2 separate regions of the Zea mays genome follow, and region 2 is linked to region 1. A link is a contact called in public Hi-C data. All regions are on one chromosome and are shown on one strand. The core of a region is the stretch at or near the end of the contact, and the rest is flanking DNA. Distances in the headings are between cores, read along the strand shown.

Region 1 (7,453 bases), core at 3,509-6,008:
TGTGGTATCGATGGCGAACTACTCCATGTCAAGGGGCAAGTTCGCTGTAGTTTGTTGCCTCAACAATGTCAATTGATGGGCAGGCCAGTGAAAAACCCTGTACAGTAGCTGTAAATACACTATGCGGACTGTCTGCAGCTCTGAGGTCAGCCCAGAATCTTGCACCTGTGGTGTGTACAAGCGGCGAACCATGGATTTTCGTCTGCATCCACATGTCAGTAATTATATTCAGAAGTGAGAACATGAACATCCTAGCTGGCACTCAGCTCCAGAGATGTACATTTGTGGTTGACGAGCAGAAGGTGCTGAGTGGGTGCTGTTTCATCCATATGTAAAGCCAAAGCCTATCTCGGACAGCAGCTTGTTGCGCACCTCTTGCTTTTGCCTTTTTCTCGTCCGATAGAATGCATCTACTATACAGCCATCCTGATGAGTGTACTTGGTTGCTCCAGAACATAGTGTCCACCTCCACCAGCCGGGTGTCTTTGGAGGTTCCCTGATGCCGGCCACTTGATACTCATTGTAGGGACAACACCCCAGTGCCCGTGTCCTTGATCAGTCTGTTGTGTTTGCGAAGTGTGAATAAGATATAGGACTGTTTGATTCCCGGTACAGCGCAGGGTTTCAGCAGAAAGGGCTGGATGGATGATGTTTTGTGGCGATGCTGCCTCGTTGAGTCTTTAAAACGGGTGTAACTCTTCTTCTTTTGTGAGTCGTGATGATGTATGAACCGTGTACTGATTTGTAAACCTTGCCTGGCAGGCATACAACTGTTTCTGAGGTGTGGTATTCTCTGCCGGGGAATAAGCAGCGTAGCTTCTCCTTTCGTACGCTGCCAGCAAAGCAGCGCTCGTGCTAGTATGAACAACTTACACCAGGCAAATTTTGTGATGGGTTTTGTGAGAAAGATTGCTGGCGCGAGTAACGTGCGCCGATTTGGCTCTCTCAAGCAGGGAAGGAAACACACGGCTGTTCAAGGCCCAAGGTACCCAGGCAAGTCACACAAACTTGCTCCATATCCTCGCTTGGTAAGGCTATACAGTGATGATTAGAGAACACGTACTGCGATAATCAGAGAACAGGCTTATACAGTAAGCACTCTCCAGACAGATACTACGGACCTCTGGAAGGTTAGTCGCATTCCAACGAAGGCCGGTAGGTTGCCTCTGTTTGTCTCGACTCGTTGGTGAACTGTGTGAAAATGTGTTCATTCGCCTTTGATCTATTACGCAGTCGCCGCACTAGCAAATAACCAGTGCATGTCGATACTGCTCGCCCACTGGCAGCAGCCGGAACATGCAATTTGCTAAAGAGAAAATAGCGAAGAATTGGAAACAGAACGTGCAGGACAAAACACATTGCGTGCTGTAGCATTGTACCAAGTCAACAGATCACAGCATCAACAAACAGAGCTAGATACGATTAGGTCACACTGCTATCCGCACGCCGTCATGCAGGCCTGTTATTTCCCACGGGGAAGGCACTGCGTCCCCCCTGCCCCGGCCCGGCCGCCGCCCGTCACGTCACGCGCGTTGGCGGCCGCCCGGGCCGGCGAGCTAGCACCTGCAATGGCATCCCTGCACCAGCGCGAGCCGGCCCGGGGACACGCACCGCCCGCCTCGCCGGCCCCCGTAGTGGCACATGTCCCGGCACGCGGCGTTCGCCGCCGTGACCGCCGGGTCGCACTGCTCCACGGGGATGGTCACCCCGCACGGCACGCTCGACGGGTAGTCCGACTCCACCCACGCCGCCCGCGTCGGAGGAGGCGCCGCCGCCAGTAGGACCGCTGCATGCAAAGCCAGCGCGCGGAGATCAGATACCCGGATCGGATGATGAGTGAACGAATGCGTGCATGCATGTATGAATGCCGTGGCGGCCGCGCGACGGGCAGGCTTACCGGTGAGCGTGGCCACGAGGACGAGGGAGCGCGCCATGCGATCTCTGTTTCTCAGTCTCTGCTCTCCGGGCGGCGGCTCGCTGGGACTGGGATGCGAGGCGACGGCAACAACGTCGTCTGGCTGGCGGCCGTGTGGCGCTCGGTGGGATGGGCGCTACGAATATAGGGGTGGTGGTACTGGAAAGCGGCGCGGCGAAGGCATGGTGAGGACTGGGGACTGGGGGTGGGGCAAGTACACGTGACACGACGCGGCCACTGTTCACTCGGAACATATACTGGCACACATAAATATAGATGATCCGACTGATCAACGAATATTTATTTGTATGAAGTATCAATTAATTGGCTGGCTAATTAGGACGCGCGTATCCCCGCAGACCCGTTTTCCCCCAAGGTATATATATCTATATCTATAATCTATCTATCTATATATATCACCGAGTACTGACTGCTACAAAGGGCCGAAGCGACGTTAGTTTTCTCTGATGCACGGGCACATGGATAATATAAAATATTGTTAATAACTATCTTAAATCTATCGTGTGTTTATTTTCAAACTGTATATTTTTTACGTTTGATATATAGTCACACTCAGGGTTATTTTTGAGCCGGCTTCGTCCTGGCTACGGTATAAAAGAATACATGGAGCTGATCATTTTTTTCCTTTTACCATGCAGATATGCTGCCACCCGAGCTTTTAAAATCCAGAACAGCTGATAAATGGCTGAATTTGTTGTATTTATTAAATGCAGATGTGAGCTACCGCGTCACGTTAATTACGTTCCATTTCCATATTCCACGGTGTAAGCCACCAAATGTTTGGAACTAGCCTAGACTTAGTGCTTCCCGGACAGCTCTGACTCCTTGCCGGAGCTAATTTAGGTGCCCGAGCGAGAGCCGTAAAAAGTGGCTCCGAGCAGCTCCATATGTGCCCGTGCAACCATTCTTCTTGTCTCCAGAACCTTTCTGCTTGTCTCCAGAGGCGAGTGGACGAGTGGTCATCTTCCTTCAAAGATGACAATACGCGGAAACAAGCAAGCAGCAGTCAGCGGCTGTGGGCTTGCGGTCTGGCCATCTGCGTGACTGTGGAGAGCTGTTCCAAATAATTTGCAAAAAAAACGGCGGCTCTAATGGAGGAACAGCTCCTATAAAAAAAGTTAGAGCCAGAGCCATTTTCAATTTTCAGAGGAGGCGGAGTCCTGTCAAACAAGCCCAATGTAAATGCCCTTTAAACACGATCTTGTCCAGAATCACCCAATGTAAATGTCCTTTAAACACGATCTTGTCCAGAATGGCCCAATGTAAATTGGTAACTGGAATCAATGAAATACGTAGTCTTTTTTAAATTACGCACACTAGATAATTAATAAAGTCAATAACAGGACTAAATAATTAATGAGTACTATAGTATGTTAACCTTTCACCACGCTCGTTATTTGGTTCTAAAATCGCTGGGATACCTTCTATTTCTGGTCATAGAAGAAGGGTGTTAAATCCGTGATAATTTTTTTCCTTGTGTAAGATGTTGCCATATATGTTACCTCTGTATATATATAGAAGTATCGGTATGTTTGCATGTTGCCATATATATATGTCGAGCTGGGTAAATTCGGGGCGGCGTTCAGAACCTGAGACTGAGAGCTGCTGTTTGGGAGGAAAAACAAAAAAAAAAACTACGTATCTGTCGCAAGATTTTGACGTGCCAAGAACATCGTACTGGTGGAAAGTGTTGCTTAGAAACATCACCTCGCTTGATATCTGCAATAAACTTAACGAACTAGCGTCACCTTTTTAAAATAAAAATTAAACCCAAGAGGTAGACAGGCCAGCTAGCGAGCGATGGAAAAGCTTCTGACGATTCTCTGTCTCCTCTGTTTCTCTCTCACTACACATACATACCTCTCTCTCTCAAAACTCACTTGCAGGCTGTGCACACCAACTAATAAAGGCAGAATAAGAACAAACTAACCTTACAAAAGAAAGTGATACTCAGCGTATCTGGCCCCCTCACCTACCAATCTACCATACCATACTATACCATAGGCTAGGCTAGTGTATAAAAGGCGCACCAGCAAATCCTTCCTCTCTGCCGCTGCGCCGCACGATCGATCAGCTTGGCCAGCCAGCCAGCCAGCTAGCCTAGCACTTGCAGTGGCAGCCCCGGCCCCTGGCGAGCCCCAGCGACACGCACTGGCCGCCGCGCCGGCACCCGCCGTAGTGGCACACGTCCATGCACGCGCTGTTCGCCGCTGCGTCCCCGGGGTCGCACTGCTCCACGGGGATGGTCACCCCGCACGGCACCCCGGACGGGTAGTCCACCCACGCCGCCCGCGCCGTCGCCGGCAGAATAGCCACGGCAACTGAAGCCACATGCAAACGGAACAGCGTCAGGCATTCCGAGAGCAAACACGAGACCAGACTACGGTAGTGGCAAACATGCAATAGCGCAGTTGTACACGCACGCTCGCGTCGCGTCGCGTCCTCTCTTGCGGGCATGCCGTTGCCGGCCGTACCCGTACGTGTATGTGCCGGACTAGCTTACCGGTAAGGGTGGCCGCGAGAACTAGCAGGACACGAGCGGTGAGCGCCATGGAGGAGACGGCGGTGCAGCACGCAGCTTCCCGAGCCATACGAATACTCTCTCTCTCTCTCTCTCTCTCTCTCTCTCTCTCTCTGGTCTGTTCCTGTGGGACGGGAACTGACAACTGAGACAGGCACAGGCCCCGCCCGGTGCGCCTGCCGGCGGCCGTGTGGCTTTGGACACAGAAGTGAGCTAGAGGAGAGACGACGAGCTGGCTGGCGGCGTTACGGCGGCTCTGCTGGGTGTGCGTTATATAGTGGTGGCGCGCGGTCGAGCTGCGGAGGCAGGCGCTAGTAGCATCGCAGCAAAGCGGGCGCGCGGGGGCCGGGGGGAGGGGGGAATTGAAGTACATGTGATGTGACGCTGCCTGATCGAGACGCTTTGCTGGTGTAGTGGAACAATAATATACATGATCCAACTGCCAACTTGCATCACAGGCTAATGTAGAATATAGTGCCTCTGGTTAATCAGGACACGATGATCGCAAATCTTTGCTAGACTGCTTTCGCAAAGATACTACTACTGGCTACTACCAGTAGTAGCCGGTAACGCAAAGTAAAACTCTTGTCGCTATATAAGGACCAATGAGCGCTATGTATACATGCATGTAAACAAAAATCCTTGAAGTGCATGATTAGAGATGGCAATGGGTAAATATTCCTTGGGTATGACAATCCTATACACGTACCTATTACAATCCATACACTGATAGGTATAGATTTACCACATCCCCATACTCATACTCATGCGAGTATGAGTTATCTGTAACCACAAAGATTAAACATCTATCGAAATGATACATTATACAAATATCAAGTATTCATCTAAATACCTTTACAAAATTTCTAGCATTATTTAACCATCCATTCAACAACACTAAAGATAATTAGCCCATTAAAAAACATACGGGTAGAATATTTAGTCCATATAGTAAATACCAATTGCCATCTCTAGCTATGCATGACGATCTGAGTGCAACTTCGCTGCAAGAAACTCTGTGATGAATTGGATCCGTGCGGACACTGGAACGAATCCTTCTTCCAAATAAAATAACCTCTCGAATTCACCTACTAGTAGTAGTAGAAGCTGTCTATCCAGTGACGACAATCCGATGAGGGCATGAGCTATATATCCGGCCCGACATGTCATATATATTTTCCAAATCTGGGCGCAACAGAGACCCTGACAACCCCGTCAAAAGGGCAATCATGTGTGTCCCCGGCCCCCTACTCCGTCGAAGTACGCAGCTGTCTGATCCAACAATCCCGCAGCTGTGTGGATTGCTTCAAGTGCGCGCTTGCATATGTGCACGTCGACAGGAGCTCGTCTGGGAACGCCACCACCGGCCGGCTCGTCGTCCCCAGCTAGCATAGTAGCTTACGCGCATGCAGACGCCGCATTTGCATCGTGTCCCCCCATGGAGCCGTCGCGTCGCGTTCAGTAGCTGTCCAATCAGTTCGTTCCGGCCACACGCGTACGGGAGCTGTTGCCGCGACCAGCGTTGTTTCTTGGAGCGTCCTCCAGAGCTATACGTCCGAAAGATCCGATATCCTTTTTAAACAAACATGGATATTCGTAATAATGCGGTTTAGACATGTTTTTTTTAAAAAAATTATGCTGTACCGTACCTAACCTAGTTTCACATCTATATTCGATGTAAAAACTATAAAATATCCGATACCAACCGTATCCTACGAAAGAAATATAAAATATTTTTTAAAACAGCTAGTTAACAATATAAATGAAAACAAATTTAATATAACAGATGATTGTAAGTTATCTATAACCATTGTAATTTTAACATTATAAACGGTATATATGTAAATTGTAAGTTTAGTTAATTGAAATATAAATATTTACCTACCAGTTTATCTTATTTATACATTTTCTATAATTTATTTTTAAACTATTTGTATTAAATAATTAATATATTATCTATGACTTTCTTATATTTTATTAAAAAATATAATTACTAAAATATTTTATTTTCGATGGTTGATTATTATTTTTTGTTTTTACCATGACAATTTTATTATACTAGAAAGGTATAGATGCATGTTATCTTCAATTGAAATCAAATAGATATCAAAATTTAAAATCAAATTTAAGATATCGGTTTTACTTTTGTACCCGTCCGTATTCGTATCCGAGTTCGAATTTAAAAGTGGCCAAATAGCTGTATCTGAATACATATCCGTATAAATCCGATCTAAATCCATAACGAGAGCTACGATGTTTCTGTGCGCGCGGCTCTGTTTTGCGGTCAGTGGCGGGAAGCGCAAGTTGGGCATATGCATGTATAAACAAATGCAACCAGCGACCATGATCCTGATCATTATTGTCACATAAAGCTAGGTTTGTTGTCGACCGAATTATATATAGTACGATCGATCGCCCCCTCATTCGCCAGTGATCTCTGCCATGCGGGCGCTCCACCTTTGCGGAAAAAAGAAGGAGAATGGAATTTGCAATAAATTAAACGACTGCAGTGCGACAAGAGGATCAGCCGATCAGGATCCCGCGTGCATCTCTAGTCTAGAGAGACTGGTGAGTGGTGAGTGTGAATCAGGATGCTGGAGCGATTCGATCGATCTGCGGATAGGGTGCAGCGTATAACAATATATAAGAAGGGGGCAGGAAGCATCTCGCTTTGCGGGAGAGACGACATAAGTTCGACTCTTGTTGATATAAGCTACGATACCACTGTCATATAAGTGAGACAGAGGTTTAGTATTTCATTGACTTATTAATGGGGTGTTTGAATGCACTAAAGATAATAGGTAGTGACTAAAATTAGTTGAGACATCCAAACACACTAGCTAATAGTTCAGCTATTAGCTATTTTTTAGTAAATTAGTTAATACTTGGGTAATTATTTGTTAGCTATACATTCAAACACCCCCTAAAAAGATCTTCTTATTAACACAGGTTGAAGGTAGATAGGGAGTAGTCGATTTATATGCACCTACGAAAAT
Region 2 (7,453 bases), core at 2,834-5,333, 500 kb before region 1:
ATGCAGATAATAATGGCATTAGAATAGGAGCGTAATCGCACTGGACGAGCTCGCCTGCTCGTGGCTGCAAATTATTGCAGGGGAGGGTAAGAAGTGAGCGTTTCTTTGGTCATGGCGCAGGCGTAATCAGCATATGATCCAGCCAACATTCCAGCCAGGCTACTCAGGTCTTTTCTTTTCTTTTTTGGTTTTTTTTGGGAGCCAAAGTACAGAAACCAGAGCAAATTTAGTTGTTCTGGCATCCCGGCCGTATGATGATCTAAGTACTGTGTCAACCGTCTCAACTGCTCCCTGCATAGTTAGTTCGCACACATCACGCACCTGCAGAATTATTCAGAGCAAGCCTGATGACTTGATCCTCGACGAGGCCTCTCTCTGGAAAGCACGCCCGACTGTCGGATCCATCGAACTGGTTGGTTGTATATGTACAGGGCCAGGGCATCGGCCTCGGACTCGGACCACAACAATTAACCTGTGCCGTCGTTATCTACATATCGGTGCCATGGCAGTGTTCGTTTTGGATCTCAGAAATCTACCCGTACGCCAATGTGTCTGATTTGGTGATTATTACAGAGTTTACGATCTTTGCTCTTCGGCGCCCAACCACGAGATATGTCGCAGCTCAGCTGTGGGTAATTATTCTGCTTATAAGTTTATAAGTTTTTTAGCTAAGTTTTTCCACCACGTACAATTAGTTTGTTCTTTGTTTAATTGTCAAATTTTAATTGGATAATATTATGAGTGATGATGCTAAGTCTTTCAAAGTTTTTGTTATATTCTAATTCTACCTAAAGGTGTTTTAGAATTGTAGTAATTTTAGTATTCTGCATGTTGATATAGACAACTTTGAAAATTAGCAACCAATAAATACATAACTATTGGAGCACTATTTTTTTTTACTTCTTAAAGTGTTTTAGCAACTTCCTAAATCTATAATTTAAGATGCTAAATCTATAATTTCAGTTTTAAAATTGTTTAAAGAGGTAGTCTCTCGTCTTCCACCGTCTCCTTTTTTTCAGTTTTTAAAATTGTTTAAAGAGGTCGTCTCTCGTCTTCCACTGTCTCTGCTCTATACAGAATACAACCTTGTTTTATCCGTCTTTGTAATCTTGATACATATAATAATTGCGAGAGAAAAAAAATCAATGGACAAGAAGATAAAATCGAGTACTTCCCATACAGAAAAGAACTAACCTAACCGAGCTTTCACAAAATGTCATATAGAGTAACCCGGTAACCCATCAGGCGGATGCCTGTCGCGTCGGCGGCTGCCCGAAACACGAAAGAGATGGCGAGCCAATGTCCCCGGCGGTCCGGGCGCGCCATCGCCAACAGAGACTCGCCACCGGCCACCAGTACGGCGCGGCGCACGCGCCCGGCCCGCTCTCCCCCCGTCCGCACGTGACCGCTCCCCGGCGACCGGCGACGCACACCATGTATGCCTGGCTGCCTGTGCAGCGCCGGCACGACCACCCTGACGTGAGGCTCCGGGGTCCGGGGCGTCACGGCGTTTCCCGTGTGGTGTGAGGATTACGGGTTGTCCTCGCACGTCAACGTACAGTTCCGAGCTCTGCTTTCGTGGCGTTGGCCAGGCCTGACCTGTGACAGTCCGCGCCAATAATAAATGCGTGCCAGATCAGAGAGAGAGAGAGAGAGAGAGAGAGAGCTGCGTGCGCCTAGTCTGGGAGCACATGTGTCCCTTTCAACGGTTTTTGTTAAAGTCAAGCTCTCAACTGGCTACTTCGTCGTGCCGTGCTAAACACCATACGTACTCCTAATGTCTAATCATTTGTCTTGCATTATTAGATTTTTTTTTTCAATTTAAAACTTTACCGATATCGACAATTTACCAGAAATGAGCCAAACTAAACGTATTACTATGAAAAAATTATTATTCTAACAATGAGACCGATTGTTGGCCACACGTCGGTTCTTTCGTGCATATAATTAGGAGAATAAACGAGAGAAAAGGGATATAATTTCTTGACCAAGAATGAACGGTGCAGTGTTTTCTTACGTCTACTGATAGCAGGGTATGGGTTGGTATTATAATCGGCTTGAGTTGTCCCCGAGAAAGGAGATGCGAATATGTGCCCCCGAAACTAAGGGTTTGAACGCTTTGATGCAAACACCCAATTTATTAGTCCGGCTGGACCTCTGACAGCGGAATAAAATCGTATCAGCGCCCAATTTATTTCTGAACAATGACTGTGCCGTTCACCAAAGGCGCATTCTCAAGAAGCGATTTTTTCCCCATTCACACAGGTTTAACAAACCAAGCTCTCAACAAATCCAATACAAATTGAAATCTAGCTAAATTATAGGTACAAAGAAGAAACACTCCATGTACTTTGCCAAAATAACAAAAGAAACTACCAATAAGAATCAACAAAATCTTAGAATCGTGTGCTGCACGATCCATATTTTTTGGGCTCTCCCAAGTAGATGCTGCTTTGGCACATAACATATGATGCAAACCCCCCATCAGCACACAGATTAGCCCTGCCTTTTTACCTCCTCCAAACCTTTCCCCTAATCAACTCTCTCTCTCTCTCTCTCTTCAATTTTCACCACGCTTTTCTCCACTTCTTTTTTGATTCGTCCTTTTGATGTGCTCGCACACCAGCAACGCTTTGTTCTCCTAGCAACCAATGTTCGCGCGCCACGTGTGCGATGCACGCACGTCAGCACCGCAAGTTAACAAGTCGGCAAGCCAGATCTGGGCGCCTCGGAGGACGCGACGACCCCGCCCTCGTGGCTCACACCTTCCTCTGGCCGTCCGATCTCCTCTCCACGGCGGAGATGGATCCCTGCGCGCGCTGCTCCAGGGTGCGCACCACGTCGGCCATGGACGGCCGGAGGCTGGGGTTGTCGCCGACACAGGCCGCGGCCAGCGCCGCCACCGCGGCGGCCTCGGCGGCGTCGTAGGCGGTGCCGAGCCTCTCGTCGACCAACCCGCGCGCGTCGCAGGGCGGGTCGCCTGCCCTGAGCCGCGGCGCGACGACGGCAGTGAGGAGCCGGCCTTCCTCCGCGCAGAAGGCCTCCATCCCCGTGAGCAGCTCCAGGAGCAGGACGCCGAAGCTGTACACGTCGCTCTTCTTGGTGACCACGCCGGAGCGGATGTAGTGCGGGTCGACGTAGCCTGGCGAGCCCAGCATGGTGCGCGCGGACGAGCGCGGGCGGACGGCGGCCGAGAACCCCATCCGCGCCGACCCGAAGTCGCACAGCTTGGCGGACATGGACGCGTCCAGGAGCACGTTGGACGCCTTCACGTCGCCGTGCACCACCTGCGGCTCGCAGCGGTCGTGCAGGTGCTCGAGCGCGCGCGCCACCTGCAGCGCCACCGACACCCGCCGCGCCCACGGCATCGTCCCCGCGGCCTTGCCCCCGCCGTGGAGCCGCTCGTGCAGGTTCCCGTTCGCCGCGAACTCGAGCACCAGCACGCCTTCGTCTGCGACTCGGGGGGAAAAAAAAGCCAGAGCCTTCCGTCAGCACTCAGCACAGCACAAGGAAGGCGCACTAGGCGGAGCGCGAGAAAGCAGAGCAGAGGAGATGACCCACCTTGCTGGTCGCAGAAGGCTAGGAGGCGGACGATGTGCGGGTGCCGGACGCGCTGGAGCGCGTCGAGCTCCTGGCGGAACACGCGGTGGAGGCGCTCGCTGCTGCGGTGGACCTTGACGGCGGCGAGCGCGCCGGAGAGGCGCGCCAGGTACACGGTGCTGAACCCGCCCTCGCCGACCACGGCCGAGGTGAACCCGCCCGTCATCGCCTCAACCTGCGCCCACGACAGCCCCCGCGGGCCGGCCTCGACCCCCTTCTCGGCCTTGCCGTCGGACACCCCGAAGCCCCCGTCCTCGTCGCGTTCCCGGCCGTCGGCCGCCGCATTGGCGCCACACCCGCAGCAGAAGAACCTGTACCTCTGCACTCCCATCTTGTCCAAAGAAAGTTTCTTGAACAAACCAGGGAGGAGTGGAGAGGGGAGATGACAGCGGAGGAGGACTTGTGAGGCACCTAGAGGCTTGTGGGTGAAGAAGAAGGGAGATGATGGCGCCTCTGCCTCTCTGTATTTGTTTCTCTGTGTACTTGGGGTTGGGATGGGCGGAAGGCTGATATATATATGGGAGAGGTGTATGGGGGATTCAGATTTGGTGGGGGGTTTGAACTGTGAAGTGCCAACTTATCAGGATCACAGGATGTAAACTGTGGAGGGGATGATGTAAGCAAGCGAGAAACTTGTTTATGCAGTCATTGGCATGCAGATGCAGCAGCGCCGCAGACCTGCAGTGGCAGGGATGATAGGGTGCCTGACAAGTGGACCCACCTTACTCACAAGGACAGTACTATTGTTGCCTCACCAAATATGCTATTAGGCGGGGACTCATCGATCGAACCAACCGTTCGTTATTATTATTATTATTGGTGTTATTAATCTATTCCTCCATTATCCGTGGAGCTCCATGGATTACAGCGAGACTATGCACTTGTTTAGACCGTATAATTGGACCAGTACACCAATACACGTACCGTGTGTGACGACTAGATGTATGCATGCATGATCAACAAACATATCAAGGGAGTGAGCCTGTGTCTGTCCAGCTCCAGTAGGTGTGGAAGCTTGCGGCCGATTAGGTTTCAGCTGAAGCTTAACGAATAACGACGGCACGCATCATATGGGCAAAGCCGAGGCGTGAACAGTGGACGTGGTTCCTTTCCTTGGCGATCCAGGATGTCTCGCACCCACCACTGATCGGTGACCGATGCAGCAGCAGCACTGGGCTGGGCTGGGCTGGGCTGGGCTGGGCTGGGCAGGTTCTTGAGGTGACGTTTTCCAGGGCTTGTACATACATACATCGGAAAAAGCCGGAAGCTTCAGCGGGCAGCGGACATGTCAGGTTGCCGCTGCCGAGCTCTGGTCAGCTCAAATCAGGAAAAAAGGTCCTGATGACCGGTCGCTTGCTCGCTCACCGCATGCCGCAGCAGTGAAAAAATAACATCGAGATTTAACCAGTATGGTTACTGCTACTAGTACGATAGTTACGGCGACTGGCCAAGTGTTAGGTGAAAAACCGGAGCTCTTATTTATCCTGCCTAGACATGTCCAAATGGACCGGCCCGCCAGTGGGCCCGTGACCCGGCACGGTCGTGGCCCGGCACGAGCACGGTCCAGCCCGACTAGAACCGTGCCCGGGCCGGCCCGGTCCGATAGCCGTGTCGGGCTTGGGCTAGTCTTCTGGCCCGCGGTGCAGGCACGGGCCCGGCACGATTAATTAGTAGACACGATAACGGCACGTTTTAGGACCTTATTTTGTAACTGTCAGTCTGTTTTTAGCTATAATACTGATAATATGTTATTATATAAGAGTATTCGAAATTGTTATATGTGTTTATATGTGTATCTAAAATTCTTTGTCTAAGTATGTATCTAAAATTATAAATATAATTAATTGAATTTAAACTAAATTTGAATATTATCTTTAAATTCTGAATTTTAGATTGTTTTTTGTGTGTTATAACCGTGTCGGGTCTAGGCTGCGTCAGCCAGCCCGCGGGCCGGCCCGGCCCGACACGACACTAAACCGTGCCGGACTTGGACTGGCGCCCCTCGTGCCGGGTCCAGCCATGCCCGTGCCGGGCCGGTCCAGCACGGCCCGTTGGACATGTATACTCCTGCCTGCAGTACCTATACGGTTTGGGTTAATTATAATTCAAGCGGGGACGGAATTCTCGTCAGGGTTTTTATCCCACGTTACCATTCCTAGTCCGGACGCGTGTCGGTTTTGTTTGGGGATGGGTTTGGTTGGTGTGGTGGCGCAGCGCCGTGGTCCGGGGCCGGTTGGACGAGCAGGAGGCGGATGGTCAAGGAGGAGTCCAGGCCGACGGCGACGGGCGGGAGCTGGAGCCCGCGCGCTGGAGCCTGGAGGGAGGAGGACGCAGCGCATCCGAGAGCGGTGAGTCGTCCTCATGAATGGCGTCTTGTTTGGTTGCTTCTGAGGTTGAGCCATACGTACTGTACATGCTTCACGCGAGAACCCTGAAAAGAGCAAAGCGGACTTCCCACGCGTACGGGCATGACGAGAACCACAGGCGCGCGCACATCACACACAGAGAGACGCATCGGATTCCTGAACCTTCACACGAAATCCGGGCGCCTGTTCGCGTTCACTGAACCTTCAACACGCCCCGCAACATGGCGGCATGGGCTTTGGGTACGAGAGTTTTTAAAGGTGGCGGATTTATTATTATTATTATTATTATTATTGCGTCAAGCCACCCTCCTCTCGCTCGCCGGCTCGGTTGGCTTTTATGGGTCGAACGTAGCGCTCTCTGCCTCTCTAAAACCTCCCTTGCAATGCAATGCAATGCGACGCCATCTCGATGCCACGGACCGATCCAACAAGAGTACGGGTGGATAATGCAATGCGACGCCATCTCGACTGGTCCAATCCAACAAGCCAACTAGCCAAGACATGGATAAGGTGACATGTCACTGCAGCCAAAGAGTACGGGTGGCTTCTACGCCTGCCAGTGCAGTGTAATGTACCTCCTCGTGCTCGTCAAGTTGCCTCTGAACCTGAAAAACACGCTGCGGTTTTCGCGCGCGCGCGCACACACAGCTGATGTAAAAAAACGGAAGCAAGCAGTGAGACTCTTGCACAGGATGGTGGAGAGGTGGACACTGAGATGAGCTGATGACTGGTGAGGTGACTCGGCATCCATTCGATTGGGGGGGGACCAATCACCAATCTGGGCCGGGCCCCTCGGAGGTTTGGCGGTGCGTCGGCGGGAGGGCGGCCGGGAAGCAGGCGGCGCGCGCGAGCTATCTCGGTGTGACGCGCCACCTATCGGGGTCCTGCACTGCACGCGTCTCGTCGGCCACTTTCGTTTTGCTTCTTCCAGGGGAGGGAACGGGGCGTACGGCCGGCTTCTGCTGCTGCTGATTGCTGAAATCAAGGCCGGCTCGTACGGCGCGAGCAGGAGGTCGCTGCGCCGATGTCGTCAGGCACAGGGACTGTGTAGTGTAGGCCAGGACGCAATCATTTGGCAGGCGGCAGCTGACTCGGACGCCTCACCTCTCAACACCAGATAGCCGAACAAAATGTTTCATCAGAGCAACAGCCAAAAGGACGCTCTCAGCCTGTGGTAGTAGACTAGTAGTAATTAAACTCGCATAGGCCTGAGGTCCCAGTGGTTTTAGTTTGAAACAGCTGGCTGCAAGAACAGTGCCAATGCCATGGAGGACTCGAGTTGCGGAGAATGGGATGATAGGTGTCCTACCCTGTGCCACCGGGAAAAAAAACGAGGCGTTTACCTTTTTTTTATTAGGACACGAGCAGGCAGGCACGCTCGTCGTTGAATCGTCCGTCGGTTTCCAGGCCTACAGAACGTATCACCGCACGGAGCACGCACTGGTGAATCGCGCGCGGTTCACGTCAGGATATGGATTGCATTGACG

What was found. Hi-C and Micro-C count contacts between places; a contact is called where the count stands out from the background.
Region 2: a Hi-C map of ear shows a contact between it and region 1, with 2.1 times the contacts expected there. The contact joins the promoter of LOC100286253 here to the promoter of LOC103643366 in region 1. A contact is called at or near these places in 5 of 25 Hi-C or Micro-C datasets (bundle sheath, ear, leaf and 2 more).

The regions. Positions count from the first base shown.
Region 1 is chr1:228,769,927-228,777,379 of Zm-B73-REFERENCE-NAM-5.0, reverse strand. It overlaps LOC103643366, which reads right to left and starts at 4,758. Exons shown (of 2, transcript XM_023301333.1): 1 at 4,440-4,758; 2 at 3,631-4,257. The coding sequence starts at 4,527. The coding sequence ends at 4,037. It overlaps LOC100274911, which reads right to left and starts at 2,061. Exons shown (of 2, transcript NM_001331225.1): 1 at 1,898-2,061; 2 at 1,343-1,786. The coding sequence starts at 1,934. The coding sequence ends at 1,557. It overlaps LOC103643367 (sphingoid long-chain bases kinase 1), which reads left to right. Exons shown (of 9, transcript XM_008666530.3): 9 at 1-830. The coding sequence ends at 108.
Region 2 is chr1:229,272,322-229,279,774 of Zm-B73-REFERENCE-NAM-5.0, reverse strand. LOC100286253 (protein kinase domain containing protein) reads right to left here and starts at 4,083. Exons shown (of 2, transcript NM_001159140.1): 1 at 3,562-4,083; 2 at 2,246-3,451. The coding sequence starts at 3,931. The coding sequence ends at 2,760.